Regions from separate parts of the Mus musculus genome. Here regions 1, 2, 4, 5, 6 and 7 are each linked to region 3. The links are chromatin contacts, called in public Hi-C, HiCAR-type and promoter capture Hi-C maps. All regions are on one chromosome and are shown on one strand. Each heading gives the region's core, a stretch centred on a gene start, on an enhancer-like site or on the middle of the called end of the contact. The rest is flanking DNA. Distances are from core to core; before and after follow the strand shown. Region 1 holds the start of Dkk3 (dickkopf WNT signaling pathway inhibitor 3). Region 2 holds the start of Tmem41b (transmembrane protein 41B). Region 3 holds the start of Ctr9 (CTR9 homolog, Paf1/RNA polymerase II complex component). Region 4 holds the start of Tead1 (TEA domain family member 1). Region 5 holds the start of Ipo7 (importin 7). Region 6 holds the start of Dennd5a (DENN/MADD domain containing 5A). Region 7 holds the start of Akip1 (A kinase (PRKA) interacting protein 1).

Region 1 (3,309 bases), core at 376-2,875, 1.1 Mb after region 3:
TTGAGTGGCAGAGAATCTGAACCTTGGTCTCCAAAACCCACTGGGTGTAGGTGAATAGGGTTGCTGTGAACACCCTCATGCCCTCCCTTCTGACCACTCACTATGGCATGGTCTTAGGACTTACTTTAGTCCTCCTTCGCTGCCCCACAACACATTTAAGGGAGCCAGACAGATTGCCAGCAGAGCTCAAGATTCTTTTCCGCATGACTAGCGTCCTGACTGTTTCTTGGGGAAGATGGTACAGGCTCAATGCCCAAGGGACACGTTGGAACTTGAAGCTGTCTGCAGCTGCCCCAGCCTCTGCAAACCCATTGCGCTGAGACACCCGAGTGGCCCCAACCTCAGCTCAGCTCCAACAGGGGACAGCCAGCTGCGACACAGTGGCTCCTGCTCCTTAGGAAGAATTCCACCAAACCTCCCTTGCTGGACAGGGATGCATTCAGACTTTCGGCAGGCAGACAGAACCGGCTGAGAGTAAGAATCACCCAGCGCTGCACTCAGGGCACTCCACGTCTGCTGTCAGGCCTTTTTTCCAGCTCTGCACAAAGCCAAGTCTTTGGCCAGTGCTGCAACCATCGCTAGAAATATCCCCCCCACCCCACCCCCGCCAAGCCCCCGGCCCACTCCCTTTCTCATTCTCGCACTTTCAGAGCCAGGCGCCCTCAGGGTGCACCCACCTCCTCCACGGCACTGCGCAGTTTGTGCTGAGTGTCTTCCATCAGCTCCTCCACCTCTCGAAACATCTCATTGAGCGTAGCTTCCTCCTGAGGGTAGTTGAGAGCTGGGCCCGGCTCCGCCGGAGTCCAAGTGACCGTCGGGGAAGGAGCAGGAGCAGTGGGGACCGCCGCCGCCAGCAGTGTACACAGCAAAATACCCCCGAGCCGCTGCATGTTTGTTCCGCGCTGGCCGCCGCCTGTGTGTCCCGGAAAGCTATCAAAGACTGCAGGACCACCCCTCTTGCCCGTCCCGCCCCGCCCCGCTGCTCTGCCCGCCCCCAGATGGAGCGATACCCAGCCCCCTCCCAGACTCAATCCCTGCTGGAAACAGTGGTGACCACTACTCCTCTCCAGCCTGGGTGCCCTCTGCACTCTAAGCCCCCAAACCCCGTTCTAGTACCCAGGAAGAGCTCCACTTGACACGCTTATGGAAACCCCAGCTCCGGAACCAAGGAACTCAAGTCTTCTACTCTTAATAGCAGACCACTTGCCCGAATCAGGAGACATTATCTGGACTACGGGTTCGAGTCCCGTCCCTTCCTTTACTATTTCCCCATCAATTCTATTACTGGGATCTCTTGGACCCTGACACAGGCTCAAGCCTCTCCTAGCCCCAAGCAGAGATCAGCAGAGCCCTCCTCCCAGTTCATCCTCCTCCCATCGCGATGCAAATGCATGGAGCCCCCCATCTCTAACTAAGGGAGACCCAGCTGGGCTATCTCCACGACGATGACCACCGCTCACCCAATTCGAATGAACAAAGCTGAGCTGCAAGCTGGATCTGGTCACGACCGGTAGCTGGGCTGCCACAGAGCAGCTGGAGAGGCACTGTGTGCGGCTAGGATGCAAAAGCGCCTGTATCCAGAAAGCCTGCAGCCTGCGCCCCCCCAGTCCACCACGCCTCCGCCCGGCGGGAGGGGCGGTCGCACAGCCAATCGCTCTCCAGGCCGTCTGCGACCTCAGCTCACTCCAGCCTCTAAATCCTGGGAGGGCCAGTCTGCAGGAATCTATCCTCTTCCTGGCAGCCCCCTACCTCCGCGATAGCCCAGGCTTCTACTACATTTTACAGCCTTCTTGAGTCTCACCTTGCTAGCTCTAAGCCTGCCTCTGCCTTGGACGCAGTCCTAAGGGATGGAATCCCAGCCCCTCAGCCATTACAAGGTAGTCTAGACAGTACCCAGCCAGGAAAATCCACTTTTGGCCATGAGAATGGGTCAACAGAATGTCAGCAAGTCCCTAGACAGGCGACATAGCAAAGTAGCTAGGATGGACACCAACAGTCCCAGTACTGCCAAACTAGTATGGTCTGTAACGTAGCTTGATGTATGCTGCAGGCTACAGCTGTACATGTAATTCCTACTTAATACGCACGATTCATGAAGAGGGGTCAGGGCTTGAAAATGGGCTGTGTACCTGAGATAGCAACCTGGTCTATTGACAGTTATCTCTTCAGTGCCTAGAAAAGGGGTACTAAAAAATTAAATTAAATTAAAAATTTTTTTAAAAAGTGTTTCCGAAAACCCTTCTCCCACTTCTTTATCTATCCTGATTCTTCCTCATCAGTTTCCCTGACATCTCTCTCTCCCCTCCCCTCCCCTCCCCTCCCCTCCCCTCCCCTCCCCTCCCCCCTCTCCGCATCTCCTGATCTTTTTCTCATTTCTTCCCTGTGCTGGCTAATTTTTTGTCAACTTGACACAAACTAGAGCCACGTGGGGAAAAAACACCTCAGCTGAGAAACTGCCTCCATTGGTTTGGTCTGTCCGTTGCAGCATTTTCTTAACTGCTAATTGATGTAGGCGATCCCAGCCACTAGGGGTGATACCACCAACAGGCAGTTGAGCCAAGGCTGTGTAAGAAAAGTGGCTGAGCAAGCCAGAAGAGCAAAAGACAGTGACCTTCCTCCATTGGCTCTACCTCACGTCCTGAGCTCCAGGCCTGGCTTCCTTGATGCTGGAGTATAAACCTGTAAGACGCAATGAACCCTTTCCTCCCTGAGTGGCTTTTAATCATGATCTTTATCACAGCAACAGAAAGCCAAACTGGAACATGCCTCATCTGTCCTCTGGGGTAGCTAGCACAGGTCACAGACTCACTGGAGTCTCTTCACCAGCCCCTCCCCTGCCACCCACGAGGAACCAGGAGCTTGGTTGTATCTGCAGGGCTCCAGGCCTACACACCTGATCCCTGAGAAACGAAGTGGGGTGGGGTGGTTAGAGCAATAGCTGCTGGTACAGCACTACGGTGACGTGGATAGTGACAAGCATTATCCATTTATTTATTTATTTATTTATTTAGTTAGTTAGTTAGTTAATTAGTTATTTATTTAATTTATTTATTAAGTTTTACTCATTGAATTCTCAGCAGCCTTTTAAGGTTTAAGCCTTTTGGTCTCAAACAAGAACCCTTCCTTAAGATCTCAAACTAACAAGGAGTTAGATGGGGATTTGAACCCAGTAAGCCACCTCCAGAGCTTCTACTACCTTTGAACACGATACTCCTTTGCTACACTTCGGCTGGGAAGTATCTGAGGTGTCTGGGAGCAGAAGATGAGCAATTTCCCTGGGAAAACATAGAAAATAAGTGTCTGCGATGG
Region 2 (3,419 bases), core at 280-2,779, 1.0 Mb before region 3:
ACCACGCCCAGCTCAGATACTTTTTAAAAGTTACAAATCCATCTCTGCAGGTGGTCTACTCCTTTAATCCAAGTACTTGAGAAAACTAAGGCTGGTGGATCTCTGAGTTCCAAATCAGCTTGACCTACAGAACCAAACAAGGTCTTTTAAAAAGTAGAAGGCAGGGAGGGGGCTGGTGAGATGGCTCAGTGGGTAAGAGCACCCGACTGCTCTTCCAAAGGTCCAGAGTTCAAATCCCAGCAACCACATGGTGGTTCACAAGCATCTGTAACGTGATCTGATACCCTCTTCTGGTGTGTCTGAAGACAGCTACTGTGTACTTACATGTAATAAATAAATTAAAAAAAAAAAAAGTACAAGGCGAAGGCCGTGCAGTGGTGGCACACGCCTTTAATCTCAGCACTTGAGAGGCAGAGGCAGACGATTTCTGAGTTCGAGGCCAGCCTGATCTACAGAGTGAGTTCCAGGACAGCCAGGGCTATACAGAGAAACCCTGTCTTGAAAGACCAAAAAAAAAAAAAACAAAAAAAACAAAAAAAAAAACAAGGCGGTAGTGTACGCCTGCACGCCTTGGATCCAAGTACTTGGGAGGCTGAAGGAAGCCATTCTTTGCCTTAGAGGCCAGTCTAATCTACAGAGCAAGGTCCTCCAATACAACCAGGGCTACTTAGCTTGAAAACAAATCAAACAATTTTTTTTTTTTAAGTTACAAACCAGGTTAAATGGAAACACAAGAGCTGAAAATGTTGTGTTTTTTTCGAGGCAGGGTTTTCTCTGTGTAACCTGGAACTTGTCTGTCTCCGGAGAACTGGATTAAAAGGACGCGCAACTACAACTACCACCGGCTAGAATCTGACACTTTCAAGTGGCACCTGGAAGGGCAAGTCTTTGCTCTTAATCACAACCTTAGTGTGGCTCTGTGACTCTACACAAGTCATGGAGCTGCATAGTCCTCAGTATGTTCATCTGTAAAACAATACAACGAAAGCTCAAGTCTCTCAAATACCTGTCTGGGTGGCCTGGATAACGAACCGGTCTATTTGGTGTCACAAGTCGGGGTCACCGCTTCCTTTGACTAAAGTCTATTGAGAAAAAACTAACTAGGAGGAGTCTAGCCCTCTGTCATGCTGGGTTCCCCGCCAAGTACAGGACTCTCTTGCTGAGATGCTTCGGTGCTGAAAGGTCCCTCTTTCCCTGCGACCTGCACCACGGGGTCCTAATCTTTAGGGCAGCCTCAGCCCCGTCCCGCAGGTCCACTCACCGTTCAGATGATCTTTGCTGCCAGGCGCGGCGGAACCCTGGGTCCTCACTGCCCGGTCCCCGGCTGGGGTCGAGTGCAACATTTCGGTGGGCGATCGATCAGCCACTCTGCCTTTCGCCATGGCTGCTGCGGGGGCCGCGAAGAGCTCCTACTGGTGCCGCGCCCCCTTGAATGACTAAAGCTCCTCCCGCAGCTTTCTTTCAACACCCAGGCGCGAGGCACAACTACTTCCGGCACGACCACCTCACCTGAGACGACCTCGAAAACTTGACACTCGGCGGAGCCTTCCAGAGATATCAGGTGAGGGCCCGCCCAGAACCGCCCACGAACCTCGCGCGCTCCCGCACGCCCAGTAACCGCGAGACAAGTCAGGGCCGACCCCGCCCCCTCCGGGGCCCCGCCCACCTCGCTGGTGTAGGGCGCATGAGCAATATCGCATTGGCAAGTCATGGGTCTGCGGCCTAAGGTCCGACTTCTCCGCGTAGCTTTCGTCACACGGAAGTGAGGCTCGAGTACTTCAGACTCTTTGTTCCGCCAACCGGAAGTGTCTGCGCGCGACTAGTTGGTGTTGGAGATTCCATTCGTTCCGCAGCAAATGGGTTACAAGCGCTGTGGAAGCTGGAAGCCTGTTCTTAAAATCGTGTAAAATTTAAAACATGAGACAAACGTACCTGAATCTCACAAAATTGAGACCTAGAAACAAAGAAGATCACAGAGTGACAGAAATTAGTTTAGAGTCCAAGGTTTTTCACTCACCTGTCCAAAGTAAATTCACCCTTACTCGCTATATTTTGGCGTTTCCTGAGCCAAGGCATAGCTTCTTGACAGTTTTTCTCCTTCTGCCCCTCATATCCAGCTTCTCACTGGTAAGTATATTAGAGTCACCTCTTCTTTAGGATTTTGCTTTGTCTTGTTCTTTTTTTTTTTTAAGATTTATTTATTATTATATCTAAGTACACTGTAGCTGTCTTCAGACAGACCAGAAGAGGGCATCAGATCTCATTACGGATGTTTGTGAGCCACCATGTGGTTGCTGGGATTTGAATTCAAGACTTCGGAAGGGCAGTCGGTGCTCTTAACCACTGAGCCATCTCTCCAGCCCTGTTTTGTTTTGTTCTTGCTGTCGATATAATCTTAGACCTTGGGCATACAAACCACACCATTCTGTTGCTGAGCGATGCCCCTATCCAATTGACATTTTTTTCGTTATCTTTTTTAAAAGCAGGTATCGAAGGTAATAGTGGGGAATTTCTTCGTGAAAGTAACTTAGCAGTGTATTTTAAAATTTGGACAAAAAGGGGGAGTGGGGAATTGGATTGTTCTTAAGCAGTAATTACACTTAGAAGAAATAATCTGATATCTAGAGAATTGGCAGCTCAGTGCGTAGAAGTATTTGTCTCTTAAACTTGACAGGCTTATTTCGGTCTCTGAGACCTAATAGCAGTAGGTGAGAACTAACTCTTGGAAGTTGTCCTCTGATTACTTTTTTTTGGGGGGGGGGGCGGTTTGAGACAGGGTTTCTCTGTGTAGCCCTGGCTGTCCTGCAACTCGCTCTGTAGACCAGGCTGTCAGGCTGACCTTGAACTCAGAAATTCCCCTGCCTCTGGCTCACAAATTCTGGGATTAAAGGCGTACGCCACCATAGCCTGGCGTCCTCTGATTTCAACATAACATTCAAGCACGCAGCAGTAAGTGTAGTGTTAATAAAATTAAAATTAAAAAGAAACAAAAAATCATTTTATAAAAAGTGAATACGTGACCGGGCATGGTGGTGCATACCTTTAATCCCAGCACTTGCTAGGCAGAGGCAGGTGAAATTCTGAGTTTGAGGCCAGCCTGGTCTACAGAGTGAGTTCTAGGACAGCCAGGGCTGTAGAGAAACCCTGTCTCGAAAAACCAAAAAAAAAAAAAAAAAAAGTGAACACCTGGGACTGGAGAAATGGCTCAGTGGTTAAGAGCTCTGACTGCTTTTCCAGAGGTCCTGAGTTCAATTCCCAGCAACCACATTGTGGCTTACAAATGAGATCTGATGCCCTCTTCCGGTGTGTCTCAACACAACTACAGTGTACTCATAAATAAATCTTTAAAAAAAATAAAACATAAAAAGTGAACATATGTGCTCGCTTTAGCAGCACATATACTAAAATTGGAATGATAC
Region 3 (3,532 bases), core at 884-3,383:
TATCCAAGTGGAGGATTGACTTTAATTGTAATTAATTGAAATTATGGAAAACTGAGGTATGTGACTCCTCTTCCAATTGTAGATATTAGAAAATCTAAATATTGACCCAAATAAAATTCATCAACTAAATTATATATATATAAAATACATGCTGGATTTCCAAGACCTAATAGGAAAAATGATAAAATATATTACTAAAATTAATTTAATCTGGCTTTTATATTTTAATGTGGTTGCTAACATTCTTTAAATTATGATGGGCATAGGTGGCTCACCCAGCACTGCACAGGCAGAGACAGACAGATCTCTGTGAGTTCAAGACCAACCTAATCTACATAGTAAGTTACAGGCTACATAGTAAGACCTTCTCTAAAAAAATTTTTTAAGATTACATATGTAGATAGCACTTTATTTATTTGGCAAGCACTTATTCAAACATGTAAAAATAGTTACACAACCATTAAGTCACAACATAAATTGAATTCAGGGGCTGGAGAGATGGTCAGCGGTTTAAGAGCACTGACTGAATTCAAAATCCAGCAACCACATGGTGGCTCACAACCATCTGTAATATCTGATGTCCTCTTCCGGTGTGTCTGAAGACAGCTACAGTATACTTACATATAATAAATAAATAAATCTTTAATAAATAAATAAATTTAATTTAGTTTCTTCTCAAGAGTTTTAAGAGAGTTAAGAGGAAAACTATAAATGAACTGGCATTTTTCATAAATACCTACGAGTGAAATATAGCTGAAACTAGGTTGGAGCTTGAAGCCAGAGAAGATGAAGAATCAAGAAAAGATGGCAAAGAGATAATAGTAGCTTTGGCTCAGCAGAAGAAATTGGGAGAAAGAGCAGTGAATATCTTAAAAAACACTGGCTAGCAGGGATGGAGGGGGGCTCTGTTTTGAGACAGGATCTCTCTATTCTGTAACCCCAGATTAGCCTGGAACTCCATGTATAGAGTAGAATGGCCTAAATTCAGCGCTCTCCTCCTGCTCCTCCCTCCTAAGAGTTGAGATTAAAGACATGTGCCACCACACCCAGTTAAACTAACCCTTTTTATTCCCCATTTGGGGGGGGGGGTTCGAGACAGGGTTTCTCTGTAGACCAGACTGGCCTCAAACTCAGAAATCAGCCTGCCTCTGCCTCCCAAGTGCTGGGATTAAAGGTACATGCCACCACTGCCCGGCCTATTCGCTTATTTATTAAGATCCTTCCCTTGTTTATTCCAAGCACAAGAAACTATTTAATACTCTTCTATAATGAAATCATGAGCTAAAATGTTTTTGAATTCTATAATTTCATTATTTAGGTTTAATAGAATTCTTTTGATTTTATTTAAATCAAACCTAGCAGTTCCTTTTCATTGTGCTCCTAAAGAAATATAAGTACATTAAGAAATATATATAAGCCAGGTGCCCAAGCATATGCCAATAACTGCAGCAGTCAGAAGGCTGAGGTCGGGAGTTTCAAGTCAACCTGGGATACAGAATATCTCAAGAAATAAACAGGGTCTGCAAAAAGTTGCCTGGCTCCAACGCTGTCTATCTGAGTTCGAGCCCTACGACCTTCAGAGTAGGAGAAAACTGATTCCCACAAGATGTCCCCTGCCCTCCATTTGCCACACCATCGCTCGCATGTATCCATATACAAATATGTAACGCAACAAATAAAAATAATAATCCGTGCATTATTACCATAACTTCAGAATTCACTGATTATGTCTATTTAAACTAGTCACAACGACATCACCAGTGTGACTTGCACAAACTGGCTGGGACAACACAAAACGACTGTAAAGCTGATAAAAGATTGAATTATCCCCCAAGAAGCTTAAGTGGCCGAAGAGGCAAGGCACCGCCCATAGAATTCGTCACCAGAGGCCCCGCCCATAGAGGCGTGGTTTCGCCTCACCACCACCACTCCCCGCTCCGGCGCGGGTCTGTGAGGAGCTCAGTTTGGACACCTTAGCGGCAGATGCCGCGTTCCCGAAGGCGCTCGGTCACCTACGGCTGACACAACAACAACCTCAGGACTATCAGTCTTTCCAAAGAAGGACGCATCAGAGCCGCCAGGCGGGCGGAGCTCGCGTGGGACACGCCCTACTGGTAGTGCTTCCGGGACAGGGGGCGGGGCCTCCGGAAGTGGCCGGTCGCGGTCTGAAGCTCGTTGTTTCAGCGGCGGACAGCAGAGGAGAAGCTGGTCTCCGGCAGCTCCGCTGGGTGTGAGGTGTGGTAACCTCTGTAAGGCTGGAAGCCGGGACTGCGATCTGCCGAGCGGCGGGGTGAGAAGCGCCTGCTTTCAGAGCTCACCATGTCGCGGGGCTCCATCGAGATTCCCCTCCGGGATACTGACGAGGTGGGTGCCGAGTGTGCAGCGGGGGAGGGCTATGAACTTGGACGATCCCAGCGCCGATTTTGCTCCGCTTGGTTTTTGGAGGGGAGAGCCGCAGCCGAGCTTCTCGGCCCAGGCACCACTCAGCTGGTCACCTTTCTGGCCGCAAGGACTTCGGGAAAGTTCGCCTGCAGCCTGCTCCTTGTTGACAGTCGGCTGTCTTCCGAGGCGCAGGGGTGTGAGCGCCGAGTAAACCTCACCTCTTACAGAGGGGAGTCAGTGCCCCAGGGGCTACCTGCTGCTCCAACTTGGGATTTGTTTATTTTTTTAAATCTCCCTGGGTATCTGAGAGACGGCTCTTAATGCCATGGAAGAAAAGTCTGTCAAGGCACACTATTAACACAGCTCTCTGGGCGAGATAAGGGGCCCGAGATTTAGCCGCTCCTGTGTGCTGATGGCAACGACCCACTTTCATCCATGGCGTGTGGTTTGTCCGAATAAAGCTCCAGCGTTGCCTCAGTCAGACTAGATTTTACACACTTTTATTTTCGATCGAGGTAGAATTCATTTCTAAAATATGGTGGTCTTGGGTACATTCCAGAATATTTTTCTTCTAATTGTTGGTGCCCACATTTTAGGCATGTATGTGACCCACGATACTGCCTCCGTGATTTAAGTGACCGTTGGTATTCAACTTTGCCTGTCCTCTGGGATAGAGTTTCTCAAGCTCTCAGACCTATGGCATCAGTGTTTCGTTGGCCTATGGGTTGTACAAGGTTTCATTTTGGTTTTGAGTAAGCAAGTCGTTGAGAATTTTATAGTTTTAGCGATGTGAAGAACGACCAACAGGATTTGCCTGCTTTTCTATGCTTTGACCAAACCAGACTACAACCTGTTTGCCATGTGTTTCCTAAATAGGAACATGTATTAATTAGTTCACTCCATTGAAAGTGAGTACATACCCTTTGTGTATGGGCATTGATGAGTATTCAAAACACGCAGAAGAGAGAAATTGTGAATTTAAAAAGGAAACGAAACGTTTATTCTGTGTTTTAGGTCATTGAACTTGACTTCGATCAGTTACCGGAGGGAGACGAAGTCATCAGCATTCTGAAGCAGGAGCACACACAACTGCACATATGGATTGCCTTGGCGGTCAGTATTCCTAGAGCAGATTTTTCTGTTGACTAAA
Region 4 (3,292 bases), core at 71-2,570, 1.7 Mb after region 3:
AGACATACACCTGCCAGAGTTTTAAAGGGAAAAATCGTCGTGTATTTTCTAATACTCTGCTCGGGTGTGTGAAGTTCTTACTGTCAACCTGTCACATTACTGCATAGTAACTGGAAATAATACACATTTGTACCTGATTGCGGTGGACATCTACACAGGTGAGAAATTATAGAATGTATAGAATTAAAAAAATACACAGTGATGTGTACAAGTTGATCTGGAAAATCTGCTCGAAAATTAATACCCTGGCTGGGATATAATTTTGGTTGACAGGCGTGGGGAAGAGCTGAGTGAAGCGAACAAAGAATGTCTCTGTATTACTTTTTACAACGGCATGGGAGTCTTCAATTCTCTTGACGTATAATTTTAAAAATGCATTAGAGAAAGATATTTCTGCCTTTAAAACGCACTGGTAATCGTTGTTTCCGATCAAACGCGCTCAGTGAGTCCCATTGGCTTTCCTGAGTTATGCACACTCCAGGAATCCTCGGGCACAAAACAGGCGCCATTAGTTTGTTCTGAAGCCAGAGCTGAAAGAAGGAAGTCCCGGTGCGGGAAGGGCCGGCTCCTTTCTGGGAAACTACGGACTGCTACCGGCCCAAACTGCCAGCATGTCTGTCCCAGCCTCCGTTAACTTTACCGGAGTTTCTCAAGTACTGAGGCGCCGTCCACTCCAAAAAGAGTTCAAACCTTTTATGATTGATTCTCACTTTCTCCATAAAGGGACGGCACAAAGCTGCTTTTTGCAGCCAGGCAAGACTTTATTTATTTTATTTAACCGGGTGCAGGATTTCTGTAGACTCAACTCGCAGCACGAGTGAGCTTCACTTCTAGAAAGACAGGGCAGGAGGCGGGCGAGGACTCCGTGACGCTCCAACCCGGAGTTCGCAAAGCCCAGAATTTGCGCGAGCACCCCGAACTTGGGTAAAGCGAAACGGCTAGAGGAGGAGTGGCGGGCTGGGGAAGCCGCCCACTCCGGCCTCAGTTTCCTGAAGAGCAACCTCCCTTCCAGCCTGGGAGCGTCGTTGCCTGTGCAAACCAGGAGGGGGTAAACTGAGGCACAGCAGGCGGAGGGCGCACACCCGGCATTCCTAGTATCCGGCCGCCCCGCCTCGGACCGCACAAAGCCCTGAGCCCCCGCCATCGCGCGCGGCTCGCTCCCCCGTGGGCGCCAAGTCCCGCCCCACGCGTCCCGCCCCACACCATGACGTCACCGCGGCGGCAGGCCCCGCCCCATCCAGGACCCGGCGGCATGACGTCACCGAGGCCCCACCCCTCCGGAGCGAGTTCGGTCCTGGCGTTCATTTCATTCCTGTCCTCATTCCGCACATTCTTCGCATCGCTCGCGCCGCGCCGCGCCGCCCGAGCCGAGCCGAGCCTCCGCGGCCCCGCCGCCCGCCGCGGGCGCCCCCCAGCACTTCGCACACTCGCTTCCAGCTCGCGGGGAGTCCGCGCGCCGGGGCCCGGGCCCGGGGCGGCCGCGGCGGGGCGCAGGCCATGCGCTGACCCCCCAGCGCGCAGCGTCGCCGGAGCGCGGGCAGCTGCCCCGGCGCGCCCTGCCCGTCCCGGGAGCCGGCGAGGCCGGGTTGGGGCTGCCCGGCGCGGGAGTACCGCAGGGAGTACCGGCTGGAGTAACGCGGGGGCGGCGGCCCAGCGCCCCGAAGTTTGCCGCGCCCGCTCGGGCTGCCGTGGTAAGTTGCGCGCGGGGCGGACTCGGGGGCGCGGGCTGTCTAGGCGTCACCGCGATCGGCGCTTTGTGTGCGGCTCCAAGAGGGGAGCGGCCCCGCCGCCCTGCAAGTTGGGCCGCAACCCTGCGCGGCAACAGGCGGCCCCGCTCGCCTTTCTGCGCGCCCCTCTCTCCAGCGTCCCTCTCCCGCGCACCTCGCTCCTTGCCTGGGAAGCGCCGAGTTTGGCGCGATCGCGGGTGGGAGAGCGTTCGGCGCGCAGCTTAGAGCCTGCAGCCCGGTGACTCCCCCGGCGCCCGGCCCCTTCGGGGTCCGCGCCGATCCGGGCTCCTCCTCCCGGGAGATGAAAGAGGGCTCTCTCGCTCTTGCCGCCTCTCCAGAGCTGCCGCCGCCGCCGCCGCCGCTCCAGTGCACATTCAAGTGGAAAATTTTCAGGAGTCAGCAGAAACATTGTGTCCAAAAAAGACTGAGTCGCACTTACCACCAAACCCGGGAGTAGACTCTCCCTGGAAAACTTCCCCTCGGTAGGAAATACTGGGGGATTTGTTTGTTTATTGGAGGAGATACGATCCCCAGGAGGACCCCAAAAAAAATCTGGGGACACTTTTAGCCTTTGTTCGCGAAAGCACCACTTGTTTTCAAAGTCTAGAGGCCCGTTTGAAAGAAAGTTCAACTTCTAGGAGTTTCCTTTTTCTTTTTTAATGCATTTTTTAAAATAATCAAAGCTACATTTTAAGAAGTGGGGCTCACACTTCACTTATCTTCTTCCCGTGAAAATAAAAGCCAGACTAATTTTCCTCGGTCTTAATCGTCTTCCTTTTTAAAGATTTATTTTAAGTTGAATGGTGTCACCCGTATAAAAATATTTATGAAACAATGAAATACCAGCCACCAGCGTTTCTCAGGAGGCTTGTTAAGTTCTTAGAAGCTGTCTGTGATTTACAGAAATGCAAATTGATCTCAGCGCTGGAAACTTACAGACAGATATTCCAGGAATCGGTAGTGTAGAAAGGCCGGGGTTTTAAAATAGCGCCATTTGAAAGGAGCCGAGGTCCTTGGAACAAAAAGGTCTGTAAATACGATCATATTTCAAAATAGTGAATGGAAAATATTTCAATTCCTACAGATAATGCCAAGTAACAGAATCGCAGTCTCCTTTACGCCCTGTGGCCTGGATTCGTTGTTAGTTTAGGTGGTCTGGTGGCTTAGAGTGTGCCGAGTGCCTGCAGGTGGTTCCCCGGGTGGACAGATCCTTCCCGTTAGGGAGACTCGATCTACCCGGAGCCAAGGGGTAGCTTGTCTGTGCAAGCCTGAGCTCTTGGGTGGGGGCTAATCTGCCTTGAGACTGAGGCTGGGAATAGTCCTCAGGCTGTACAGACTGTGCCAGGGGCTTCCGCCTTTCAGCGGAGTCTGCGCTTTTCTGTGAATAGCAGGATCTTTGGGCCCAAGCGCATCTGAATGCTTATAAGGGCCAGACTTAGATCCAACTTTGGTAAGAATCTTTCCTCTTTAGAAGGAAACAGTAGACCCAGTTACAGCACGACTCCGGAAAGACAAATGCGTTTAGCTGAACCTTTGTCAACAGCAAGGTTTTAAATTGATGATTT
Region 5 (3,253 bases), core at 405-2,904, 1.0 Mb before region 3:
TCACTTCAGCCACTGCACACATTAGAACCATAAGAAGTAAATACAGTTTTGTTTTGAGGGTCTTTTTGTTTTTGTTTGTTTGTTTTTTTGAGACAGGGTATGCAGCCAGGCAGAACTTGATATGTATAGCAGGTTGGTTTTTAAACTCACAGAATTCTGACTACCTCTGCCTTCTAAGTGCAGGAATTTAAAGCAAAAAATCAAAATATTCTTTTTTTTTTTTTTTTTTTTTTTGGTTTTTCAAGACAGGGTTTCTCTGTGTAGCCCTGGCTGTCCTGGAACTCACTCTGTAGACCAGGCTAGCCTCGAACTCAGAAATTCACCTGCCTCTGCCTTCCAAGTGCTGGGATTAAAGGCATGCGCCACCACGCCCGGCCAAAATATTCTTATTTCATGAGAATTTATAATCAAGTATGGTAGTACAGCACTTGTGGGGTGGAGCAGGATTACAAATTTAAGGACAGTATGTTGTACACAGAGAACTGAATTCCTGCTTTCTTCAAGAACATAAGGTCCTAACCACTGAGTCATTTCTACAGCTCCCTGTTGCTCCTTTGTGAGACAGGTTCAAACATTGTAGCTCAGGCCTGCCTGAAGCTCAGTATATAGCTTCCCTTAGATTCTAATTGAAAATTGATTTGATTTCTAAAGGTAAAATGATTTGAGATGTATGACAGTAGTTCTCAATATTTTCACTGCTGCAATCCTTCAATATAGTTACTTATATTATGATGATTCCCAACCATGATAGTAGCATTTTCATTGCTACTTTATAACTGCAATTTTGCTACTGCTATGAATTATACTGTAAATATCTGATATGCAGAGGATAGCTGATATTCAACAAAGGGGTCACGATCCACAGACCCACAAGATGAGAACTACTGAATTAGAGGTTTAAATATCCATACACAGGGAGTTTTAATGGACATTATGCATTTATTCTGAATTTAGAAATAATTTATATAATGACGTAGCTGAGATTTGAACACTCATTAATAAGGCACAACTTCAATATATAGGATAAAGTCTTACAAAATGAGATTAATGAATCAAAGTGGAGCAGTTTTTATGGCATTTAGAAACTCATCTCAAATCATTGTTGAGAAAGTTCCATCTGGGAGGCTCAGGCAGTGGTATTGCAACAAGTTCAGGTCAAAAGCCTGTCTCAAAAAACAAAACAGAGCTGGGCGTGGTGGCGCATATCTTTAATCCCAGCACTCTCCCAGCACTTGGGAGGTAGAGGCAGGCGGATTTCTGAGTTCGAGGCCAGCCTGGTCTACAAAGTGAGTTCCAGGACAGCCAGAGCTATACAGAGAAACCCTGTCTCAAAAAACCAAAAAACAAAACAAAAACAAAACAGAAATTTCTTTTAATTATACAGTTAGTAACAACGTATTGCATCACACACTTCTTGAGATTCTCTAGGGATATCATATAAAATTTTGTAACTATTTTACTTTTCTCTTTGTGGCGTTTGAACGTTGTCCCTTTCACTGACTACAGTGGGAGCCAGCCACGTGGGCCGTGTCCGCGTTTGGGGACTACATTTCCCAGGGTGCTCCGCCGGAGACTTGACAGGAAGTGGCCGGAGCATCTCCCGCCTCCACGCCGAGGCGAGAAGGTTCTATCCGGGGCCTTGGCGCTTCTCTTTCCTTTCGCGCCGGTTGCCGCTGCGGAGCGCGGCCGGTCCATGTGCGCAGTGAGTGGCGCTATTTCTGCCTCAGTAGCACCGGTGTCCCGGGTCTGACCGACCGCGCGGCGATGGATCCCAACACCATCATCGAGGCCCTCCGGGGCACCATGGACCCAGCCCTGCGCGAGGCCGCTGAGCGCCAGCTCAATGAAGTAAGGACGGCCGGCTAGCGGCTGCTGCGGGCTTGTGGGCCGGCAGGCCAAGACTTCCAGGCCTGGCTGGAGACGCGGAGCACAGCTCCGACGAGCCCATTTGGAGAGGTTGGGCGGAGATCTGACCGCCGTGCCAGGCTCCACTGTGGGGACGCGGCGTCCAGGCCGCCACTCGGTCGGCTTCCGAGTGGGCCTCTGGCCCGGGTCTGGGCGTGTGGAGCCGGCCGAGCTAGGCGGGCGTGACGGTCTGGACACATGGCCGGCTCCCGTGGCCCGCCGCCCTCTGGCTGTCTCCCAGTTTGCTCTCGGGAGGGGGCGAGACAAACTGGGAGGGTGTAGAGATGTGTCCCAGACCAGTCTTTCCGGCGCCCGGTCGGCCGGGGTTCCTGGGGAGGCTAGCTAGTCCACTGGGGGCTGCGCCTGACAGCCTTGTGTGTGCTCTTGGCGGATCAGTGACCTGCCTGTCCGGTACAACTTTCTTCTCGCCGGCGAGGTGCTAGGGACAGATTTCAGATCTGGTAGGGCAGGGGTAGTGTGGGTTACACTGTGCGATCCCCGCTCTGGTACTGTCCTAGTACCACAGTTGGGAGGCGGGATGATGTAGTGGAACGGGTCAGATAAAGTGCGACCTTCTAGGTATAGCAGCCTCAATGATTTCTGGAGTGAGTGACCTTGGGCAAGTCTCACCTCCAGATCCTGAGTTGTACTCATTCATGAAATTAGGCCGTACGGTTGCTGTGATGGTCAAGTGAGATAATCTAGAGCCTATAGAGCTTTCATATGCAACATTAGTGGAGAGTTGGTTTCTCTTCCACGTGTTTTGGGCAGTGCCCCTTGGAAAACTGTTATATTGATATTCTATTGTACTGATTTCATCAGCGTTCTTTTTTTCTGAACTTGGCTATTTTATATATTAGTAAGAATTTAATAGGTTTATAAAAAGGCCTCTGTAAGGTCTCTTTGAGTCTCAGTGTTTTGGTGTGTGTGTGTTCATATACATATATATGTATACTGCATATACACAAATACTAAATTGTATATGCACGCTTTATACACACATATAAGTATCTTTTTTTTTTTTTAATGCAAAAAGAAACCCTTGTTTAAAGAAATCTTAGCCGAGCGGTGGTGGTGCACGCCTTTAATCCCGGCGCTTGGGAGGAAGAGGCAGGAGTATTTCTGAGTTCCAGGCCAGCCTGCTCTACAAAGTGAGTTCCAGGACAGCCAGAACTATACAGAGAAACCCTGTCTCTTAAAAAACAAAAAAGAAAAGAAAAGAAATCTTAAAGCATTGACTTAGAGGAAACATCAGGGAGACTATTAATTGAGCATCTCAAGTTTACCATGCAGTAAAGATAACCCTGCCTTCAAGGAATTTACAGTTATCCAAGACCACCCACAGTTC
Region 6 (3,353 bases), core at 548-3,047, 1.1 Mb before region 3:
ATCCACCACCAATACCTGGAACTGCAATCCAACAACTACATCATCCACAATTCTAAAGTTAATCCTTATGAACCAGATGGCAACATCTGTCTGTACTTTGAGCTTGGACTACTCAGGCTAGAACAAAGGCTTAGCTAGGATCAGCCCATTCCTACTTCAGGGTGTTGTATAAGGCATCAGTTTCTCATAGTTTTAAAAGACAATCCAGCTTTATCATCTGAAGTGTGCACTCTTTTTTTTCCCCATAAGAAACAGTGGAATTCACCAGGCAGTAGTGTTGCACTCCTTTAATCCCAGCACCCAAGAGTCAGAGGCAGGCAAATCTCTGACTTTGAGGCCACACTGGCCTACAGAGTGTGTTTTAATACAACTAGAGCTACACCAAGAAACCAGTGGGGGGTTGGAGAGATAAGGAGGAGAAAGAGGAAGACAAGGAGGAGGAGGAGGAAGAAGAAGAATCGGAGGAGAAACAAACAAACAAACTGGAGTGACAAAAAAAAAAAAATCCAAGACTGGATGATCACTTTCAATAGAGAAACTGTACGGTGTTCAATGACTACCACATCGTGACAGAAAGGGGGAGAGGAGTTTCCCTCATCGAATCAGCATGACATAACTTTAAAGTCTAACACGACAAGCCTCCAACCACTGAAACCTGCTTACTGGCCACCCAAAAACTTTTCAAAACTGTTGCAACTCCAATGTGGGCGCGCAGGAATTCACCGGGGATTTTATAATTCTTACACCTTCAAGCAATGGGTGCCAAATCTCATCAGGGCCTCACTGTCACTCCCCCATCACTTCCTCTTCGAAAGATAACTTGAGAGGCATCACAACACTGCACAACCTGTCCAACTGGGACGCGCTGCCTTCATTCACAAATGACCCTCGCCTGGTAAAGGACATTAACTTAAAAAACAAACAACAACAACAACAACAACAAAAGCATGGCCCTGGGTACAAGTTCTTTTCTAGCGCCAAGAGAGAACCCGTTCTTGGTGTAACCCGGTTCAATTTGTCACTTCACGTCCGATCAAGAGGGGCAGAACTGTGAAGGAAAAGCCCGGGCCTGGCCTGCTCAGGAGTGAGTTATAACGGTTTTGAGGAACTGGTCTCGCCGGCTTCTTGGGAAGAGGCCAAATAAACTCATCAAGTTTTTGTTTTGCTCTTTTGAAAAGTCTGGGTGGGACTAACTCTCACTAGGAAGTGGGCTAACTTCTTTCCTCCCAAAAGGGTGCTAGAAGGCAAGCTTCCCTTCATTGTGGACTAAGCCCCTCGACCTCTGAGCGCACCCAGCGTCCGCGTCTCCCCAGGTTGCCGACGCGGCGACCACCGCGCGGGGGGCAGCAGGCCCGCGGGACCCGCGTCCCGTCTGCTCGCCCGACCCTCACTGGGCTCCCGGGACAAAGCGGGCCCCGCGGGCCCTAGCCCGGGCTCGCGCGCACTCACCCGACAGCTCGTCCGGCTCCAGCCCGGTCTCGGTGTCCAGCCCGCAGATGACAAAATAGTCGGCGAAGCGACTGGGCGCCGAGCCCCCTCCGCCGCCGCCGCCGCTCATGGCTCCGGGCCGAGCGGGGCAAGCCGCGCGGAGCCGAGCCCCCGCCCCCGGCCGCCCGCCCGCCCTCAGCCGCCGCTCCCTCCGCCGCCGCTACCGAGGCTCCGGCCGCCGCCCCCGGGCCTCGCCGGGTCCTAGCGGCCGCCGCTGCCGTGCCGGGGCAGGGGGGCGCCGGGCCACCCCGCGCCGCATCCTGGACGCTGTCCTCTGCACCGCGGCCTGAGCAAGCCTGAGGAAGGGCGGAGAGCGGCCGCCCGCCCCACCGCGGCCCCCCACCCGCCGCCACCGCGTGCGCACGCGCGGTCGGGGAGGGGCGGTCGTCGGGCGCAAAGGATGACGTGATGCTCTTTGGGCCCCGGGGGCCTGGGCTTCCAGAGCAGCCACCACAGAGTGGCCAGCGGTCAGCTGCTGGGATCCCGCGACTGCAGCCACCTCCACGCGACTGCGACACCCTTTAGAGAAATCGGATGCGGTGTGCGGAAAGAGTGGGCCATGGTGGCTCGTGCTGGCCGTGTCACCGGCATAAGAGCTGCAGGGCTGAACTGTGAAGCCCACCGAATCCTGCTCCTATACTGTCACCACAGAGCAGCTTCTCCTTGTCACCTCTCCTCAGTGTCAGCTTTCCCCAATAGATCTGAGGAAACTCTGTTCTTTGGAGAGAGTGGGTCAGCTTATCTTCTATTTACCTTTAATTTGCAGATAGGGAAACTGAGGCTCAAAAAATGCAAGAAACAACCCTACGCTTGAATCCTGCGCTAGCTCACTGCCCCGCACCCCACAAGCAGGGCTTCTTCCATGCACCAAACTCTCCCCCTTTCATGAAGCCCCAGAAGTCTCCCTCCCCCTTCACTTAGTTCTTTTCATGCTCACAGAATTCTCTGTCCATTCATCCATCTATCCATCACCCTTCATTCATTCATTCATTCATTCATTCATTCCTTTCTTCCTTCTAGTGAGAATTTGCTTGTAGAAGAGAAAGGGTGGCTGAACAGGTGAAACCTCCTGGTCCTTGTCTCTTGTCTAAAGAACAGACCCTCTGACTTCATTTTCTACAGAAGCTAGCCAGATGTGTCTTCTTTTGGTGGTTGGTTGGTTGATTGATTTGATTTGGTTTTTTTGGATAGGGTCTCACTTATAGACCTGTCTGACCCAGAACTTGCTATGTACCTGTATTACCCTGATGCAATACTCTTTCTTCTGCCTGCTCAGTGCTGGGCTTAAAGGCCTGCATCATCACACCAGGCTCAGGTGGGTCTGTACTGTAACATCAGAGGCCAAGGAAGAGAAACTGTAGTGGCTGCTAGCATGGGCTCTAGAAACAGTCCCCCAGTTTGAATTCTGACTTATAATGTACAATATGATATTGGCAACTTACTTATGTAATTTCTAGGTGCCAACAGGCATGATTTTTGTCAAAGTACAAAATAAATGCATGTATAGGTAAAGTGGTGAGGATTATACCCAGAACATAGAAGGCACTCCATAAATATTATATACATTGTCATTGTTGTTACAGAATAGTGTGCGCCAGGTTTGCTCTGGCAGGCAGCCAGCTAAGGACTATAGAAGGCAATTGGCTTCCCCAAGGGCTGAACCTGGGCTCTCTCCTGGGTTCTGTCCCAGTATTCCTCTCAAGTACTGGATCCCTTTGGGAGGTTGGTTGAGAGGTCACAGCCAACATCACTGGAAACCATAGCATCTGCTCCCTATATCTAACCTGAGCGGCTGGGAGAAATCAAGAGGACTGGGTAGCTTTACAAAGTCCATCTGAAGTGATGATACTATAACCCACATGCTT
Region 7 (3,544 bases), core at 605-3,104, 1.3 Mb before region 3:
CTTATTGCCCAATAATAATTTTTAAAAACCACAGACAAACCATATTAAAAAACAGACAAAGGATTTGACCAGGTATTTCAGCAAAGGGCACATAGGAACAGCTAGAAATAACAAGAAACGGTCTACAGCAGTACCGGTCACTATGGAAATCCTAACTGAAGCCCCAGAGACTGTCACTTCATACTCACACCAGCAGGAGAAGGACTGCAACACAAAAAGGCAACAAACGCTAGAGTGGACACGGAAAAGCGGCCAGTTGTGGGAATATAAAACTGTGCAGCAACTTTGAATAACAGCCTGGCAGTTTCATATCATGTAAATATAAATTTATAATACTCTCAAAATTTTTACTTCAAAGTTTCTGCTCAAGAGAAATGAAAATATTTAGTCTTAGAATGCATTATCAGAATAGGCCTCCAGGATGGAAATAGTTCCAAGTGATGAATAAACAAAATACAGTATATTCATATAATGGAATATTATTTATCCATAAAAAGGGATGACAATGTACTATATACTATAACTCAGACAAGCCTCAAAGTAATCTAAATGAAAGAGACCGGTCCAAAGGGCCACATACCATATGATTTTATTTGTATGAATCGCCAGAAAAAGGCAAATTTATGGGGATGTCAATCAGAATAGAGGCTACCTAGATCCTGAAGTTGAAGTGAGAATCATTCATCAATAAGAACTAGACTACTTTTTACTCATTTTTTATGTGTGTGAATGTAGTACATGTGTGCCAAAGAAAGTGTATGGAGGTCTGAGGACAACTTTTGGGAGTCCGTTCTCACCTTCTGCCATGTGTAAGGCAGGGTCTTGCTTGTTGCTACTGCTAGACTATATAATTCAAGGTGTCTAGTCCAGGAGTTCTAGCCAATTTCCTGTCCTCACCTCTTATGTCACTGTTGCAGGGTAGGGCTGACAGATGCACACTACAGATCCTGGCTTCTGGCATGGATTTCAAGGAATCTCAGGTAGCTAGGTTTGTGGGCAAATGTTTCTCTATTCACACTACTTAAGGACTGAGAATTCCTTTGTGTCCTGTGAGGGACCCACCCCGCACTGAGCAATGTTCCTTAAAGTGGAACTTTCTCCCCATTCACGCCCTGCTGCTCACCAGGGGGTGTCACTCCCGCTGAGACCCAGGGCTTTCACCATAGCCCCATGGTGTTCTGAAAGGTATCTGATCCATTTCTTACTTTAAAAAGTGATACGATTGATGCTTGAATGGTAGGTCCAGATCCCAGGACCAAAGAGACTGAAAGCCAGCCTGGTCTACATAGTGAGGGTTTGCACAGTGAGACTGTCAAAAACAAACAAACAAATAAACCTCCAACAAAATTGTGTGAATCTGTTCTTCCAAGGGAGGAATGAGGAAGCTGCAGGAAGGGAATGACGGGATTCCCCACTCACCACTCCACTACATCCTCTACCAACCTGCCAAGAAATACCTGCCATCCCCTGGAGTCTTACCAGTCCCCTCACCCACAGTTCCAAGACCTCCGTCTGGCCTCCATCCCCAGCCTTGAGAGTTCTTCTGACAGAATGCCCTTTCCCCAGCACTACCTCCTCAGTCGCGTTGGTCCGCTAGCCTCATCACCTCCTCACACAAAAGTGGTTCTGGAGTGGCGAGACCCCTGAATACGGTCCGCATGCACCTACTCTCACAAATGTTTTTAGCGCAACGAGTCACGGGATCCACACTGACCTGTCGCGGCAAGAAAGTCCTCGAACGACAACAAGCGCCCGCTTCGCGTCTGAAGCTGATTAAGGCTGGGCCCACGTGCCCCTCGACCCGGCCCCGCCCACACCGGCTCCGCCCATCGCCAGGCCCCGCCCACGGCGCGCAGCAGTTAGCTTGGCAACTGGCGCGAAAGAAGGGCCGCGGGAACACGGAAGGCGTGTCCGTGTGAGCGCTATGCGCGTGCGCCCGGAGAAGCAGGCCGGGTGAGGGGCTGTACCCAGGGTCTGAGAGGCGGAAGTGCAAGGGGCAGGGGTCCTGCCTGCTAGTTCCTCCCCACTTGGATTGCGCGATGCAGGCGAAGGGGGAGTTGGGGTCGCGGGGAAGTTGCCGCCCGGATCCGGGCCTAGTTGACTTGTCTGTGTATGTGTCCAGGGAGACATGGAATACTGTCTGGCGGCCGCGGCGCTGAACGGAGTGGACCGGCGCTCGCTCCAGCGCTCTGCTCGGCTGGGGAGGGAAGTATTGGAGCGCGCCAAGAGGAGGGCAGTGGACTGGCATTCTCCAGAGCGATCCAGAGGCAACGTGGGGGTCCTTTACCGCCAGGGCCCCTACCAGGAAAGATGGTCGGTCCCTGGTTCCCAGCGCCTCCTAGGAGAGGTGAGGCCGGGAGCTGGGGGACTGTCTAGTCATTCTCCGCCGCCACTGGGCGGGAGGAAGCCTCCCATGTCCAGAAGATGTAACGCATTGGAGCAAAAGTGGAAACGTTGTTTGGAAACTGCTTTTGACACGGTCTCGTATAGCCCAGGCTGGCCTTGAACTCTTGCCTACGATTTAGGTACTAGTATTAAAGAGGTTGTGTACAAGCACGGTGTGACCCAATTCTTTTTGAATAACAAAAGAATAGTAGTATTCTGCTTACTTATAACATAAAATTTCTTACCGGGTGTGGTGGTGCACACCATTAATCTCAGCATCCAGGAGGCAGAAGCAGACAGATCTCTTGAGTTCGAGATTAGCCTGTTCTACATAGCAAGTTTCAAGCCATCGTGTGTTACCTAGTGAAACCCTGTCTAAAGTAAATAAATACAATTCTTAGTGTGGTGCCAGAACTTGGGAGGTCGGGGCTAAGGATCAAGTACAAAGTCTTCCTAGTGTACATGTGATCTTGTCTCAAAAAATCATAAACAACAATAACAGTTCTTTCCCATTACTCAATAGTGAGTAAAGCCAGCCAACCAGTTATTTTAGTTCCTGGATAAATTGCACATCTAGTTTACAGAGTTGGATTTTTTTTTTTTTTTCTCAGCAAGATCCTTCTTACCAGTTTCAGCTTGCAGAAGCTTTCCTAAAAGTGAAAAAGGGCTATTTCTCAAATGATGTCCTTCTCCAGTAGGGGATTTGTAGGTCTCACCTATGACTTGCCATTTATTACAACAGAGAGAAGAAAGGTGCCCAACCCTTAGCTCTTCCTTCGGAGCAATGGCTGAATTCATGGACTATACTTCAAGTCAGTGTGGGGTAAGTTGGTGTGATCTGGACTTGGGAAGAATCAGTCATCTCTCCCAGGACCTATAGTCCTTCATGGGAGCAGATTATAATCAGTTACGTAAGCCAGGTGGTAATGCAAGCACATTGACGCATTTCCTAAGTCTAGCTGTTGAGGATAAACAAAGCACAAATGTTCTCCCGCCTCTTCTGAGTTTTCAGTCATGTGAAGGAGTATTGCGCTTCTTTGCTGAATCCCACAGTTACTTGATTTGAGGGTGTTTCCTTTTTCCTTTGAAATGAAGTGAAAATCTCCAGGATCACACCTGAATTGTTTTGTTTTCAAAATGTGCTGAATCCAAAACTTCA

Evidence for each region. Promoter capture Hi-C pulls out the DNA fragments that hold promoters and counts their contacts. Hi-C and Micro-C count contacts between places; a contact is called where the count stands out from the background. HiCAR-type assays count read pairs that join an accessible place to other places. Capture Hi-C pulls out chosen DNA fragments and counts their contacts.
Region 1: a contact with region 3 is called in a promoter capture Hi-C map of embryonic stem cells, with 3 times the contacts expected there. The contact joins the promoter of Dkk3 here to the promoter of Ctr9 in region 3. A contact is called at or near these places in 2 of 39 promoter capture datasets (the 3T3-L1 cell line and embryonic stem cells).
Region 2: a contact with region 3 is called in a promoter capture Hi-C map of pre-B cells, with 9 times the contacts expected there. The contact joins the promoter of Tmem41b here to the promoter of Ctr9 in region 3. A contact is called at or near these places in 3 of 39 promoter capture datasets (hippocampal neurons, liver and pre-B cells), 2 of 115 datasets of contacts at active chromatin or transcription factors (large pre-B cells and pancreatic cancer cells) and 1 of 9 other capture datasets (liver).
Region 4: a HiCAR-type map of astrocytes shows a contact between it and region 3, with 3 times the contacts expected there. The contact joins the promoter of Tead1 here to the promoter of Ctr9 in region 3.
Region 5: a contact with region 3 is called in a Hi-C map of pre-pro-B cells, with 4 times the contacts expected there. The contact joins the promoter of Ipo7 here to the promoter of Ctr9 in region 3. A contact is called at or near these places in 1 of 39 promoter capture datasets (hippocampal neurons), 1 of 484 Hi-C or Micro-C datasets (pre-pro-B cells) and 2 of 115 datasets of contacts at active chromatin or transcription factors (astrocytes and pro-B cells).
Region 6: a promoter capture Hi-C map of liver shows a contact between it and region 3, with 4 times the contacts expected there. The contact joins the promoter of Dennd5a here to the promoter of Ctr9 in region 3. A contact is called at or near these places in 1 of 39 promoter capture datasets (pre-B cells) and 2 of 9 other capture datasets (adipose tissue and liver).
Region 7: a contact with region 3 is called in a promoter capture Hi-C map of pre-B cells, with 9 times the contacts expected there. The contact joins the promoter of Akip1 here to the promoter of Ctr9 in region 3. A contact is called at or near these places in 1 of 39 promoter capture datasets (pre-B cells) and 1 of 484 Hi-C or Micro-C datasets (pre-B cells).

What each region holds. Positions count from the first base shown.
Region 1 is chr7:112,157,506-112,160,814 of GRCm38.p6, forward strand. It overlaps Dkk3 (dickkopf WNT signaling pathway inhibitor 3), which reads right to left and starts at 1,626. Exons shown (of 8, transcript NM_015814.3): 1 at 1,461-1,626; 2 at 678-913. The coding sequence starts at 890.
Region 2 is chr7:109,984,701-109,988,119 of GRCm38.p6, forward strand. It overlaps Tmem41b (transmembrane protein 41B), which reads right to left and starts at 1,530. Exons shown (of 7, transcript NM_153525.5): 1 at 1,262-1,530. The coding sequence starts at 1,382.
Region 3 is chr7:111,026,818-111,030,349 of GRCm38.p6, forward strand. Ctr9 (CTR9 homolog, Paf1/RNA polymerase II complex component) reads left to right here and starts at 2,134. Exons shown (of 25, transcript NM_009431.2): 1 at 2,134-2,364; 2 at 3,397-3,495. The coding sequence starts at 2,320.
Region 4 is chr7:112,678,036-112,681,327 of GRCm38.p6, forward strand. It overlaps Tead1 (TEA domain family member 1), which reads left to right and starts at 1,321. Exons shown (of 13, transcript NM_009346.4): 1 at 1,321-1,691.
Region 5 is chr7:110,016,661-110,019,913 of GRCm38.p6, forward strand. It overlaps Ipo7 (importin 7), which reads left to right and starts at 1,655. Exons shown (of 25, transcript NM_181517.5): 1 at 1,655-1,848. The coding sequence starts at 1,765.
Region 6 is chr7:109,958,625-109,961,977 of GRCm38.p6, forward strand. It overlaps Dennd5a (DENN/MADD domain containing 5A), which reads right to left and starts at 1,798. Exons shown (of 23, transcript NM_021494.1): 1 at 1,450-1,798. The coding sequence starts at 1,558.
Region 7 is chr7:109,701,824-109,705,367 of GRCm38.p6, forward strand. It overlaps Akip1 (A kinase (PRKA) interacting protein 1), which reads left to right and starts at 1,855. Exons shown (of 6, transcript NM_020616.2): 1 at 1,855-1,953; 2 at 2,123-2,347; 3 at 3,128-3,208. The coding sequence starts at 2,129. It also overlaps a transcript of Denn2b not described here.